Linked DNA regions of Oryctolagus cuniculus: region 1 is linked to region 2. The links are chromatin contacts, called in public Micro-C maps. All regions are on one chromosome and are shown on one strand. The core of a region is the stretch at or near the end of the contact, and the rest is flanking DNA. Distances in the headings are between cores, read along the strand shown. Region 1 has its middle 73 kb from the start of LNX1. Region 2 has its middle 5.0 kb from the start of PDGFRA.

What was found. Hi-C and Micro-C count contacts between places; a contact is called where the count stands out from the background.
Region 1: a Micro-C map of ear pinna shows a contact between it and region 2, with 5 times the contacts expected there. The contact joins two enhancer-like sites. A contact is called at or near these places in 2 of 6 Hi-C or Micro-C datasets (ear pinna and an unstated tissue).

What each region holds. Positions count from the first base shown.
Region 1 is chr8:110,256,505-110,263,008 of mOryCun1.1, reverse strand. No RefSeq gene overlaps it. Among named protein-coding and RNA genes, the nearest start is that of LNX1, 73 kb to the left of the region's middle. Within about 2 kb of position 4,163, at least 4 of the 8 cell types and tissues checked have an H3K27ac peak or open chromatin away from gene starts, as enhancers often do. A contact at or near this core is called in ear pinna, where this site is marked.
Region 2 is chr8:109,936,557-109,943,831 of mOryCun1.1, reverse strand. No RefSeq gene overlaps it. Among named protein-coding and RNA genes, the nearest start is that of PDGFRA, 5.0 kb to the right of the region's middle. Within about 2 kb of position 4,666, at least 2 of the 8 cell types and tissues checked have an H3K27ac peak or open chromatin away from gene starts, as enhancers often do. A contact at or near this core is called in ear pinna, where this site is marked.

The sequences.
Region 1 (6,504 bases), core at 2,914-5,413, 320 kb before region 2:
TGTGGATCGGGGCGGGAGGCGGGGCGGCTGCGGTGGTGCTTCTGTTTCCAACTTCCCACGCACCTCGCGCTGTCTCCCAACAGTGCGCCAGGGCCCCACCTCTCCACGTTTTCCCAAGGTGCACCATTTGCTTTTCGTTTGTGAGTGGGGTTAGATTGCATTTCCCTGGGGATTGGTCATGCTGGCATCTTGTGAAAACAGATTTAGTCATTCATTTGAAAGGCAGCGTGACAGAGAGAGAGAGAGAGAGAAAGAGAGAGAGAGAGATCTTCCATCTGCTGGTTCACGCTGTTAGGAAAAGAGGCGCATAATGGAGGGAAGGCAGTGTACGAATTTGCAGCCAGACACAGGTACTTCAGAGAAAATAAATTCGCAGAGGTGGGTGACCACCCGCCCGCATGCACGTGGCAGAAGGCCCCCACCCCAGGGGCTGGGCCTTTTTCTATCTCAGGAGGGCTGGGGATGGGGGTGGGGTAGGGGCAGCAGGTGGAGGGAATTCCTGGAACTGGGCGGGGCCTTGGGAACCTGGGAAAGAATGCTGGGTGGGTCTGAAGGCAGGAGGGTGTGAGACCCAACTGAGATCCAAGGGCAAGGAGTACGTTCCAATGTTCTGGGCCATGAGCGGGAACGGCTGAGGCTCATGTCTTTGTCGCATCACACTCCCCAGATGGCCATGTTGGATGGGGCGGGAGCACCAACCAGGTCTCCCACATGGGTGGCAGGGGCCCAGGCACTGGCCCATCTTCTGCTGCTTGCTCAGGCGCACAAGCAGGGAGCTGGATCAGAAGTGCAGCGGCCACGACTCGAACCGGCGCTCACGTGGGGTGCCGATGTCTCAGGATGGCGGCTTAACCCACTGTGGCACAGCGCTGGCCCTGTAGAGCAGGTTTCACGCCCCTGTTGGGATGGCAGTGGCTCAGTACACAGTTGTGAGCTCCAGGAGGTCGGAGGTCACTGGGACTCACGGGGAGCTGCCAGGGAATGTTTGACGCATGCGTGAGCTTCTCTGTGCCGGGCATTTCTGGATGCATTGCAAATGCCCAGGAGTAGGCACGACCCTGCCCGTCTATAGATGATCCAAGTGGGGCTCGGGGAAGCTCCTGGCCATGTGGCCAGGCAGGAGGAGGCTACGGGACTCGAACCCGGATCTCTCCAATGTTAACATGCAGGTCCTTCCTCCACCTCTTCCCGGCTTCTCTGCTCCTGGGCAATTTAATATCCTGCAGTGCAGAAAACCAGTGACAAACAGGGCATCAGGCCAACTCTGGGCACAAACCAAACTCACAAAACCAACCCAGAGTGACATCTGCGAGGGGAGCAAAGCCAGCTCCCTGCCTGGGAGGCGCTGTGCCTCGCACGATGGCAAGCGGTGGGTAGGGGCCTCCACTCTGCAGTCTCCTACTCTCTGCCCCAAATTGTGATGATTTGAAAGTAAACCCTCTGCCTCCCTAAACACTTCAGCTCCAACTGGCAGCCCAACAGTTAAAAATACACTTCCTTTGATGTTTTGCAAAGCATAAGCCAAGTACCACAGACACGGAAATGCACCACAGTTTCTCTAGGAATCGGTAAAACATCTAGGGCAACACCTGTTAAGCCAGTGTTGGCCTAACTCACAGTCGCACCTAATTTGAAACAACTGTTTTTCCTCAGCCAACTGGCTACCCTATTGTGCCTCCTGCAAACAACAGAGTCCAAATTCAGTCAAGTCCCCCATCCCCAGAGAACGTCACGTCTCATTTCAACAAAGCGCTCCGAGCTGGGCGGCCGTCTCTCCCTAGAGTGGGGGCCACGCCAGGCTCAGAGGAACCAATCTTTGGGGCGATGTCGGCAGAAGTCAGAATCCCCGCACTCCAGAGGCCTTTGTGGCTGTAGCCTCTTCAACAGCCCGCTGGGGGGACGCCCAGAAGGGTCCCACCTCCCAGGAGAGTCCGTCCTTTCCTATGGAGGGGAGGGTACCAGGGTTTCTACCCACGGTTGGCTAGTGGCCACTGGGGTTGAGTTGTCCTACGTGAAGGAGTAGCTACCACGTGGGAGCTGTGGAGGAGGGCACTGTGGGGGTGCTGCAGCCTGCGCTGTGGGCCCCCAAATCCACGTCCTGAAGTTGTAGCCACGCCGTTCCTGGACCTGCTGGTGGGCACTGCGTGGAAGGAATCAAGCGAGGCCATCAATCAGGACTCGGATCCAATGGGATTAGTGTCCTTTTAAAATACACACCAGGGGGCGCTGTCTCCCTCTCCCTGTGCACAAACGGGCCTGAGCGATGGCAGCCAGGAGGCCGGCGGAGAGCCCTCACCAGTGCCAGCCTGGCCTTCGGGAGCTGTTGCGGCTCGGCTGGCCCAGCCTCTGGTGGCTTGTCGTGGCTGCCCCTGGCAGAGTGGGGGGAGGGGGCTACTGAGCGGGAAAGGAGACAAGGGGACTTCTCCCATAAAAGTGATACTCGGGCCGGCGCCGCGGCTCACTAGGCTAATCCTCCGCCTTGCGGCGCTGGCACACCGGGTTCTAGTCCCGGTCGGGGCGCCGGATTCTGTCCCGGTTGCCCCTCTTCCAGGCCAGCTCTCTGCTGTGGCCAGGGAGTGCAGTGGAGGATGGCCCAGGTGCTTGGGCCCTGCACCCCATGGGAGACCAGGAGAGGCACCTGGCTCCTGGCTCCTGCCATCGGATCAGCGCGGTGCGGCGGCCATTGGAGGGTGAACCAACGGCAAAAGGAAGACCTTTCTCTCTGTCTCTCTCACTGTCCACTCTGCCTGTCAAAAAAAAAAAAAAAGTGATACTCAGCATCAGGGCACCTCAAGAAATTCTTGGGAAATGGAACTAAAAGATAACTCTGTTTTGGCGCATTTTAATGAACTTTTTAAAGACTTTCATATGCATGGATTTCACAATTGTTTTGCGATACAATGAACTTCTTCAATTCCATTTTCTACAAGTTTTTTTTAAAAAAGATTATTTATTTGAAAGGCAGAAAGAGAGAGAGAATCTTCCATCTGCTGGTTCTCTCCCCAAATGGCCGCTGCAACAGCCAGGGTGGGGCCAGGCTGAAGCCAGGAGCCAGGAACTCCATCCGGGTCTCCCATGTAGGTGGCAGGGGCCCAAGGACTCTGGCCACCCTCTGCTGCCTTCCGAGGTGCATTAGCAGGGAGCTGGATGGGAAGTGGAGCAACCAGAGCTCAAACCAGCACTCTGATGTGGGTGCAGGCACCCGAGTGCCGTAGCACTTGGGACAAAGCTTTCGAAGTAGCCTCATCTTGATCAGAGTAGTTAAAAGGGTGAATTCATAGAAAAACAAATTGATCACACGGTCCATTTGAGACTTGTATATTTTTCTGTACGTAAACTCTACTTAAACTTAAGAAACGCTGTCCTGGAACCAGTGCTGTGGCATAGTGGGTAAAGCCACTGCCTGCAGTGCCGGCATCCCATATGGGCGCCAGTTCAAGTCCTTGCTGCTCCACTTCCGACCCAGCTCTCTGCTGTGGCCTGGGAAAGCAGTGGAAGACGGCCCAAGTCCTTGGGCCCCTGCACCTGTGTGGGAGACCCAGGTGAAGCTCCTGACTCCTGGCTTCAGCCTGGCCCAGCTCTGGCCATTGTGGCCATCTAGAGAGTGACCCAGCAGATGGAAAACCTCTCCTTTCTCTCTCTCTCTCTCTCTGCAACTCTTTCAAATAAATAAACAAATCTTTAAAAGAAAAAAGAAAGAGAGGCTGCCCCCCCCCCCGCAAGGAATGTGTTTGGAAAGCATGGCACCATCGTCTTCGCCCGTCTGCTGCGCCTGGCAGGAGGGAAAGTAGCAGGGAGGATTGGTCCCCGCACCCCCCGTGTTTATCGACTGTTAACTTAGGGACTCGCAGCTGGCCCGGGGTCACCAGCTGCCGATGCCCGTGTGGAGTCCAGGCCTGGGCTCTTGGGCTTCCGAGCTGCCCCATGCCCACCAGGCTACACCCGACTGTGCGGCCGCCCGGCCGCCAGGGCTGTGACCAAAGAACAGACGCCCCGGAGCGGCCGGGACCCCGGGTCGGCAGGGCAGCTGTGAGCACGGCGCTGGAGGCATCGTCTGCCCGTGCTGCTGCTCACTGCCCGCCGCGGCCAGGAAGGGAGCTGCGGCGGGCGGCTGCGGGGCCCGGCGAGGGCCGGCCAGAGCACTGCGGCGGGAGCCAAGAGCAACAGGAAGCCCCGGCCGCTCCCTCGCAGCAGTGGCGGCCTGGACACCCGGAGGGCCTGCAGCAGATGTTACACAAACAAAACCGCCTTTGACTCCGGCCGAAAACAGCCCCCGGCTTCCCCGCACCCCAAGTGTGCGCCGCTCTGGGTGGCCGCGGGCGTGTGTGGACGCCACTCCACGGGGTCCCAGGGGGCCGAGCCACGGGGACCGGCCCGCGGGGCTTGTTTGCTTTCCCGGGCAGTTCAGACTCAGGACGCCCTTGGAGACCTTAGGTGGCTGCCGGCCAAGGAGCCAGTGTCCCCGCGCCGGGGAGGCAGGAAGCTGGCCCCGGGCCAGGCGCATGGGTCAGCAGCCGGTCCCAGGGGTCCGGCTCTCTCTCTGTCTCTCTTTGTCCTCCTCGGGGTAGGATGGAGTTTGAAGGAGACCCTGTGCACACCTCCCAGGTGAGGGTGGGAGCCCCTGGGGTTTCCGTTCACCCTGGCTTGGGGGGCGAGGGGCCCCCTCTCCACTCTCCCCTGAGCCCTAAGTCTTCCCAGCGCACAGCTCTGCCCCAGAGCCTTCACTCTGCAGAAAACCACTTCCACCACTGTCCGGCGGCCCAGTCTGTGCCCCAGCCCGGGCCCCTCTGGGCTCCACCTCTTCTGCAGACACCCACCAGTGCTGTCCCCTTTCCTGCCGGCCGCGGGCAGCTGCCCAGGGCCCCGAGAAGCGAGAGCAGCAGCACCTGCAAGGGGCGAGTGTTTGCTCCAGGGTTCTCCCGTGCTTGGTGCCGCCCTAGGCGGTGCGCGTGTCTTCCTGCTCGTGCACGGCCCGGGAGAAGGGCACGGTCATCATCTCCACAGGACAGAGAAGTGAGCGAGGGCGGGAAAACTGCTCGCTGGCCGCGGTGGGGCGGAGGCGGAGCCAGACGCCCAGACTGAGCTGGCCGGGCTAACCTTGTGAGCCAGCCACTGCCTCGCGTGCCCTGGCGGGGGGACACGGGAGGGGCTGAGCTCCTCTTCCCAGGATCTCCCTCTGTCCAGAGCCCACCTCCCGTGGCTGTTCCCCGTGGGGTCACCGCAGCCCCCCACTGCTCACTGAGGCCTCTCGTGTGTCCCCCAAGCCAAAACCACTCCCCTCTGTGCTGTGTGCTCTGTGGCTGTACACGTGTGCTGTGTGCTCTGTCTCCATACACATGTGCTGTCACTCTTACATGTATGTGCTGTCACTCCTACATATGTGTGCTGTGTGCTCTGTCTCCACACACGTGTGCTGTGTGCTGTCACTCTTACATGTATGTGCTGTCACTCCTACATATGTGTGCTGTGTGCTCTGTCTCCATACATGTGTGCTGTGTGCTGTCACTCTTACATATATGTGCTGTCACTCCTACATATGTGTGCTGTGTGCTTTGTCTCCATACTTGTGAGTGCTGTGTGCTTGTCACTCCTGCATGTGTGTGCTCTGTCTCCATATACACATGTGCTGTGTGCTCTTACATGTATGCACTGTGTCACTCCTGCACATGTGTGCTGTGTGCTCTCTCTATACACATGTGTGCAGTGTGGTTGTCACTCCTGCACGTGTGTGCTGTGTGCTCTGTCTCTATACACGTGTGTGCTGTGTGCTCTGTCGCTGGTGCACCTGTGTGCTGTGTGCTGTGTCATTCGCATTTTGCCGGTGGTTGCTCTGTGGGTGTGAGAGGCAGGGTACCGGGCCCCAAGCCGGGTGTCCAGCCCAGCACTGGGCCTTCTACTGCCCTGGGGGAGGGAGGACGGCAGGGAGAGAGCAGTGATACGGCCCGAGCCGGCTGTGGTGGCTCCACAGGGGGCTTCCGGAGCCCGGGAAGGCCCCTCCGCCTGCCCGCCTGGCCCCTCACCCTGCCTCTACCACCTCCCCAGGGGACAACGACTTCTGTCTCGAGAAGGAGCTGGGGCAGGGGGTTCAGCGCCACACTGGGGGCTCACTCCTCGGGGAAGTCCCGCCCAGGGGCCGCCTCCTGTGGCGAGCAGGTGCAGCTGCGGGCGGGGCCGGCGAGTCCAGTGTGGGCGGGGCCGGCGAGTCCAGTGCAGGCGGCGTCTTAGGAAACCCCCCTGGCCGGGCCATCCAGAGTGACTCAGCACAGCCGGCTGTTGTCCGCAAGCCCGTCTTTTTCCCCACTTGCCTGGTCCCTGTGTTGGAGAGAGAAGGGCTATCTATAGGGCTCCCCGATGCTCTGTGAGACCCTGCTGGGCGGCAGGGGTGGGCTCAGCGTTCCGGCTCTCCTGAGAGTAATGGGGGCCTTCTTTCGAGCTTCCTCTGTGCAGCTGGGCAGGGTGGCTCCTGGGCTGGGAGTCGGGGGCTGCCCTCGGAGGTTGGGACCG
Region 2 (7,275 bases), core at 3,417-5,916:
GAGAGTGGTCCACGTGCGTGGGTCCTTGCCACCTCTGCGGAGGAGCCGGGTGGAGCTGTTGGCTCCTGGCTTCAGCCTGACGCAGTCCTGGCTGTTGTGGGCATTTGAGGAGTGAGCTGGAAGCTGGAAGATCTCTCCTCTTCCTCTCTGTCATTCTGCCTCTAGAATCTATCCATCCATCCGTCCATCCATCCATGAAGTCGGTCATAAAAAGAAAGGCAGGAAAGGTAGCATCAACCAAAGAGGAAACATGTCCTGTGGCTCTGCCTGACCCCTCCCCTCCTCCCTTCCCCATTTCCAGCTCCTCTGGGCTCCACCTCGGCTGTGGAGACCCCTGCTGCTTACCTGTCCCTTTGAGATCCAGAGCACAGCGACCTACTGTACATCTCTGCATCCTGAACACGCAGAGACCCTCAGGAGCTTGCGGATGGGAGCTGCCACCAACTTGTTTGTTTTTAAATAGCTCTTTTCCCCGATAAAAGAAGTCTATTGAATTCAAGATACCAAATGCGCTACAGACATGCATATTTGTACAGAGCTAAAATATATGAGAACATGTGGCCCCTGATGCAAAGCATACTTGCGTGGCTAGATCAGCAGGATCACTGGAGCCAAAGTAAACCTTTTAAGTGCCTACGCCACGCAGGAGACCTGCCTTCCCGTTATCTGGGAAGTTAAGGTGGCTTTGTCTGTGAAAACGACGGTGAGTCTGCTCCTGCACTTATTGGCACCGTCTGTAGTCTCTGGGGTAACAGAGGATGCTTGCCCCGCCCCCTCTGCCTCCCCCCACCCCGCCTGCCTGTCCGTCCCCGGGGGGGCTGTTAGGGGTTGCTCTGGATGGAGCAGGCAGAGAGTGGGATGGGTTGGCACAGCAGAGGGAGACGCCCTGAAAGGCACCTGATGACCCAGTTTGGATGCTAATTCTCAAACTTCTCCCCCAGAGCCAGCTGCTCCCTAGGCCTCAGCTGCTCCCTTGGGAAGGGCCCTTCTCTCCTGCAGGATACTCCAAGGCTTCCTGGCCGGGCGCCAAGGGCTGTCGAGTGCTCTCTTCCAATGTGGTTTCCTGGAGCACCCGAGCCTGGCTCCAGGAGCTGGGTCTGTCTTCACCTGCGGGGAGCCCAGCTCTGGCCCTGCCTGGACACTCCCTGCACACAGATGGCTCTGGGCTGTCTGAAACGGACTGGACTCCTTCATGTTTAAGGAGGGCCCAGGTTATGCCAGGCACAGGTACTGGAGTTGTTTGGGAAGCACATGGGCTCCTTGTGATCCAAGGGACACACACACACACACACACACACACACCTCATCACAAACAAACCCGCAACTAGGAACTGTGTGAGTCCCTGAGGGGTGTGAGCAGGAGGGGGTGGCCCTGCAGCCAGGTCCCCCACCCCCACCCCGTGGGACCTGGGGGCTGTGGAGGGTGCTGGGGAGGAGGTGGCAGACAGGGCGGGGGCGGGGCGGAGGGAAGGGTTGCAGAGGGAAAGCAGTGCACACACACCCAGCTAGGAAAGACCGTGGCAGGTGTAGGAAAAGGCCAGCCTTGAAAGAGCAGTATGAGGTGACATCAGAGGGGTAGACAGGGCCGTGTGTAGGAGGTGCCGGGATCTCAGGAGAAGGGGCTGGTGCTGTGGCACAGCGGGTTAATGCTGGCAAACTACATGGGCATCAGTTCGAGTCCTGGCTGCCCACTGCTGCTCCAGCTCTCTGCTAATGGCCCTGGGAAGGCAGCAGAGGATGGCCCAAAGCTCCCGGCTCCTGGCTCCTGGCTTTGGTTTGGCCCAGCCCTGGCCTTTGCAGCCATTTGGGGAGTAAACAGTGGATGGAAGACCTCTCTCTCTCTCTCTCTCTCTCTCTCTCTCTCTTCTAGCTCTTTCAAATACATAAAATAAATCTTTAAAAAAACAACTCAATGAGAAGTCATTGAAGACCACTAGGAAATGAAGGCCAATGTAAGAGCTATGGAAGAGCATGCTGTCCACGTGGACGGCTTACATCTATTTATTTATTTGACTGGCAGAGTTACAGAGAGAGGGAGAGACAGAGCGATTGTCTATGTGCTGGCCACACACGGGTGGCCCTGGAGTCGGGCTGAGGAGCTTCTGGACTACTGGCCATGTTGTGGGTGTCACACGAGTGTGTGTACTTCATGTGAGATCCCTGGGTTATACGCTGTGGTTTGTGTTCTTTTTGTATGTATAGTATATGTCCAGGACAAATATAGCGCTTGCGTGAAAAATGGGAGCTTGCACTTTAAAAGTGCTCCATGCTGTGTGGGGCAGGGTCCCAGTGCAGGAGAGGCTCCCAGGTGGGAGGACCCTCCAGGCTCGGTGGGGACACAGCAGAGTCTAAGAGGAGTGGGCCAAAAAGGCGAATGAACAACGCTCACCATTGGCAGGAATCCAGGGGTTGGGGCAAAGGGAGGACACAGCAAAATCCTTCCAGGGAGGGGCCTAGGGGAGCCTCAGCCCTGTAGTTTGCGGGCGTCCACTCGTGCCAGGCTGATCTCAGGGGAACCGGAGAAAAGCAACGTGATTCAGAACATGTGGGTCTTGACTTTGTGGGGACGGGGACTCCCCACGTTAGGGTGTGGGGATCGGAGCCCTTGCTGGGCTCAGGGGAACCCCAAGATAGGCTCAGCCCAGGTTCTTATAAGAACATAAGTAGGAGACATGGACAGAGGTGGACAGGAGAGCAGGACTTAGTAGGAGGCAAAGGGCAGTACACACTCAGACGGGAGCCCGGGGACCCTCAGGAGAGAGAATGGCCCCATCCTGGCTGGGGAGGGGGGTTCTGGGCAGGGCCTGAAGGAGGACCCGCAGGAGGCAGGGTTTGGGGTGGACCCCAGGTGGGTGTGCCCAAAGTCCTCAGCCCTGGTGGGTCAGCAGGGAGGGTGATGGGGTCTGGGCGGTGCACATGGCTTGGGGGTTGGCAGCTCTTGACTTGGGAAACCTGCAAGTCAGGGGATCCGGGTGGACAGACAGACGGGGCTGCAGGGGGACCTCCGGGACACGGCAAAAATCCTCCCGGTTGAGACAGTGCCCAGGTCACTGGCACCTGTGTCGGTTCAGAGGTTGTGCTTTTCGGGGACTAGACTTTAAACACCTGGGAGACGCCTTCCGCTCCTCCCCCCTTGCTGTTTCTTCCCACCACCTGTCCCCACCCAGCCTTGCCCATCGATGGAAGATGTCCATCTGCCCTTTGACCTAAGAGGCATGGGCACAGTGTGAACCCTGCCATGCAGACAGGATGCCCAAGCCGCTGGCCAAGAGAGGAGAAAATGTTTTATTCCCGACACTTGCAAGGGCTCAGGGAATGTTGGCGCCTGTGAGATGACGCTGGAAGCCAGCAGCGTCCGTGCCTTCCCTCCTGGAGTGTACATCGTGGCCTCGGTGGGTTGGTGGCCTCGGCCACGGGGTGCCCGGGCTCTCGGTGCTGCCGCCTCCGTGTCCTGGCTGCTGCAAGGAACATCGGGTAGGCTGGAGCATCCAGAAATGCCACAGAAGGGCTAGGCGCGGCACCGGAACACGGCGCCTTGTACAACGGCATCGCAGACCTGAACCTCCAGGAAATGACCGCTTCTGCCAACCGCGAGCCCAGATTCTGAGATTCTCAGGATAATTGGAATATGCATCTCCCAGCCACCCTTCAGGGGCAGGGTAGATCCCGCTGGTGTTTGCCCGCCGGCTGCTGGTGACAGCAGGATGAGCCGTGTGTTACGTGTGCTTCTTGGGAATGGAACTTGTCCTGATCCCTGCGCTCCAAGGCTCAGCGCTGACGCAAGCCCCAGCCCAGAAGCTGGGGAGGGCGGGAGCCTCCAGCCCAAACTCTGTTCCACTTTCTCAGGTCTTATCAGTAGCTTTGGGGATGGGCGGATAAGATAAGGGCTGAGTGCTGTGTGAAGCCTGAGCCTTTCTTTTGGAAATACAGGCACAGGCGTGCTCTCTTGAATGCTGAAGGCAAGCTCTTAAATACGGCAGTGCCCCAAGGACAACTCAGGGACTCCACCCACGTGCTGAACAAACACACGGGGTGAGCGCAGCCCTGGAGATGCACGGGGTCAGAGGGCTGAGCACTGGGCGTGTTGGGAGTTGCTAATGGTCACCGAGACCGGTGTCTGCAGGCACGCAGGCACGCACGGAGCTGGCAGTCCCAGATGCCAGCGCCGGCCCACCCCCCTGCTGCTTCTGTCACCGGGAAATTCAAGCGCCCCCCCCCCCCCAGGAATCTAGGCTCTTCTATCAGTCACTCCTGCTCTGTGCGTGCGACAGTCCGTTGTGTCTGGTTTTCTCGAGCCATATGGACGTAGGTCTTTAATTTCCTCTCGTGTGTTTCTACAATGGATACGTGCCTCTGCACGTGTGCAGTCACCCAGGGGAAGATGGACTCGTGTCGGCGACTTCAAGGCCAGGAGCGCTCCCCTAGCCCGTCTCCGCTGGTGGTTGCCAGCTGGGTCCCAACGCAGCTCAGCCGCCACCGCCCCTCTGCAGTTGGGTGAGGTGCTCAGTCCCAGGCTTCCCGCAGCTTTGAGTGTGTGGCTTTCCAGTTGGAATTCCCGGATTGCCCAGCCCAGGGCCTGGCCTGCCCTGGATGGTGCTCACTGGCCTCGCTGGCAGCTGTGGCCCAGCCTCCTCCCCTCCCCCAGCACCTACAGGAGGGGGAGGCGTTCAGTGTCACCTCGGGCTCCTTGGGGGCTGCACTGAACAGCGCCAGTGTCTGGAGGGGGCTGGAGAGGCTCCGGGACGGCTGGGCCTTCGACCTGGTCTCTCTCCAGAATATTTGGGAAGGAAGGTTTGGCTTGGCTGGCTCCGGGCATCCATTGCAGAGCTGGCCTCTCGCGCCCTCTAGTGGGGCAAAACCTCAGCACGGCCGACCTAGAGCTCCAGCGAGGGGCCCGCTTCTCCAGGGAGGGAGCCCTGAATTCGATTCATAAATGCGCTCACGGCGCAACAGAGCCATTCGCCAAGTGCACGCGCAGCTCGGGCCGCGGAGCGCCTTGCGGGCGTCCGCAAGGGCCGCTGGTTCTTGAGTTTGCAGTGCAAAGTCTAGGAGGCTGGGGGTCCCGGGCGATCACGGAAAACGCGCCCTAATCAAAGGCAATCTCCTCGTCATTGTTGGCCTGGGAAACATTAGCTCAGGAGCTGGCGGGCAGCACGAAGGCCTCTTATCTCCCCAGACGGCTCCACCCCGGAGTCCCAGCCGCACGGAGATTGCGCGGGGTGGGGGCGGGATGGCTCCGCGAGCGAGCCAGGCGCTGCGTAGCTGCGTGTGTGTGCAATCGCTTTGTGCTTCGTGTCACATCCTGACGGTTCTTTCGGGACACTTAAGGGCCGTCCGTCTTTGTACTGCCCCAAGCATTCGCTTCTCTCCGAGGCTGCAAATTACTAGCTCCAGACTGCTTCTTCCCTCAGAACTGCACCACACCATCTTTTTTAAAAAAGATTTATTTAGTTATAAGAGAGAGAGAGAGAGAGAGAGAGAGATCTTCCATCCTCTGGCTCACTCCCCAGATGACTACAATGACTGGGATGAAACCAGGAGCCTGCAGCTCCATCCAGGTCTCCCACGTGGGAGCACAGCCCGAAGCACTCGGGCCATCTTCCGTTGCTTTCCCAGGCACATTAGTGGGGAGCTGGATCGGAAGTGGAGCAACCGGGACTCGAACCAGCTCCTGTATGGGATGCCGGAGTGGCAGGTGTCAGTTTAACTCACTATGCCACAATGTTGGCCCCTGCACAAAGTTGCAAACAGCGCCTCCACAGGGGAGATTTATTTGAGCGCCAGACCAGCTGGGGCACCCACTGATGGCTTCCCACAGCGCGGGGTGACCTGGGAGCTGAGTCAGCCAGGCCAGGCCGTGGGGGAAAGCCGAGGGCCACGCTTAGGTTAGGACTGCGAGGGCGCCCTCCACTCAGATTCTCTCTGTGTGGAAAACGTCTATGATTAAAGATCCGGGGATGCGGGAGGAGGCCAAGGCTGAGCAGCCAGAGGGCCACGGCTGTCCTGCAGCCACGAGGTGTGCAAGGACCGTTGTCCAGTTTGTTCATTTCCTGAGCCAAAGAGGGAGCCATCGCCTGGCCTCCCAGAGCTGAGTGTCTTGGCCAGGAGCCTGGGGGAAGCCAGTCTAGGCTCTGTGGGTTGACTCCAGGAGAGATTGTTTTATTACCTCCAAACACAGAAGGGTCTGCACTGAAGATCAAGCCATGGTGTAAGTGCGAACCTTGAGGCTCTGGGGGCGGAACTGTGAGACTAGGGGGAGCCAGGGGGGAGAGGCACTGGAGAGGGGAACTGTGAGACTAGGGGGAGCCAGGGGGGAGAGGCACTGGAGAGGGGCCGGGGCCAGCACTGGGGCGCAGTGGGCTAAGTCTCTGCTTGCAATGCAGGAAGCTCCCGAATGCATGGCTGCTCACCCAGCTCTCTGCTCCTGCAAATGAGAAGGCAGCCGATGAGGGGCCAAGTCCTTGGGCCCCGCCACCCACATGCAAGATCAGGATAGAGCCCCTGGCTCCTGGCTTCAGCCTGGCCCAGCCCCGGCCATTGCAGCCATCTAGGGAGTGAACCAGCAGAAGGAAACTCTCTCTTTTTCAAATAAAGAAATTAGCCACCATCTCTTTTGACTTCCAACATAAGCAACTGAAGACAGAATTTTATTTCTACTATGTTTTCAAGAAGACAGGGGGTGGTTTACCAGGTTCATGAAGCGAGCTCCATTGCCTAATTTCCCTGTTTGGGGGAGCCTCATGGTCCATCCTAGCTGCTGAAGCTCCAGCCACACATCCGCTTTTCACCCAGCAGAAAGACCCAACTGAGAAGCCTGTGTCCTTGAGTTTTTAGGGACCCTTCCCAGCAGTGGCAGTCACAACTTCGGCTTTCATCCAGTTGTCCTGAATTGTACCTCGCTGCAAGAGAGACAGTGAGGGGGAGACTTCCATCTCGGGAAAGAAAAAGAGAGACCCTATGACGGAGAAGGAAAGACAGAACCACGGCAATAGGACAGCACGCAGTCATCGGCATTGGGTCTGCCTTGCTTGTCTGTCCCTGAGAGTGAGTACCCTGGGGTCTCCTGCTGGTGGGTGGAAAGCTGGGCCCCCAGAGCCTGCATCCTGGGGGTATCACGGGCGATCACGGAGTACAGGTGTGGCTATGACCATAGCTTGGACAACCTTATTGCCGAAATACTGTGCTTGCACCATGACTCCTAAAACACAAGTCCATCAGGTGTGCCTGGCTCCAGTGCACAGTGTAGGTAGCTCTCTAACCTCAACCACCTCTCAT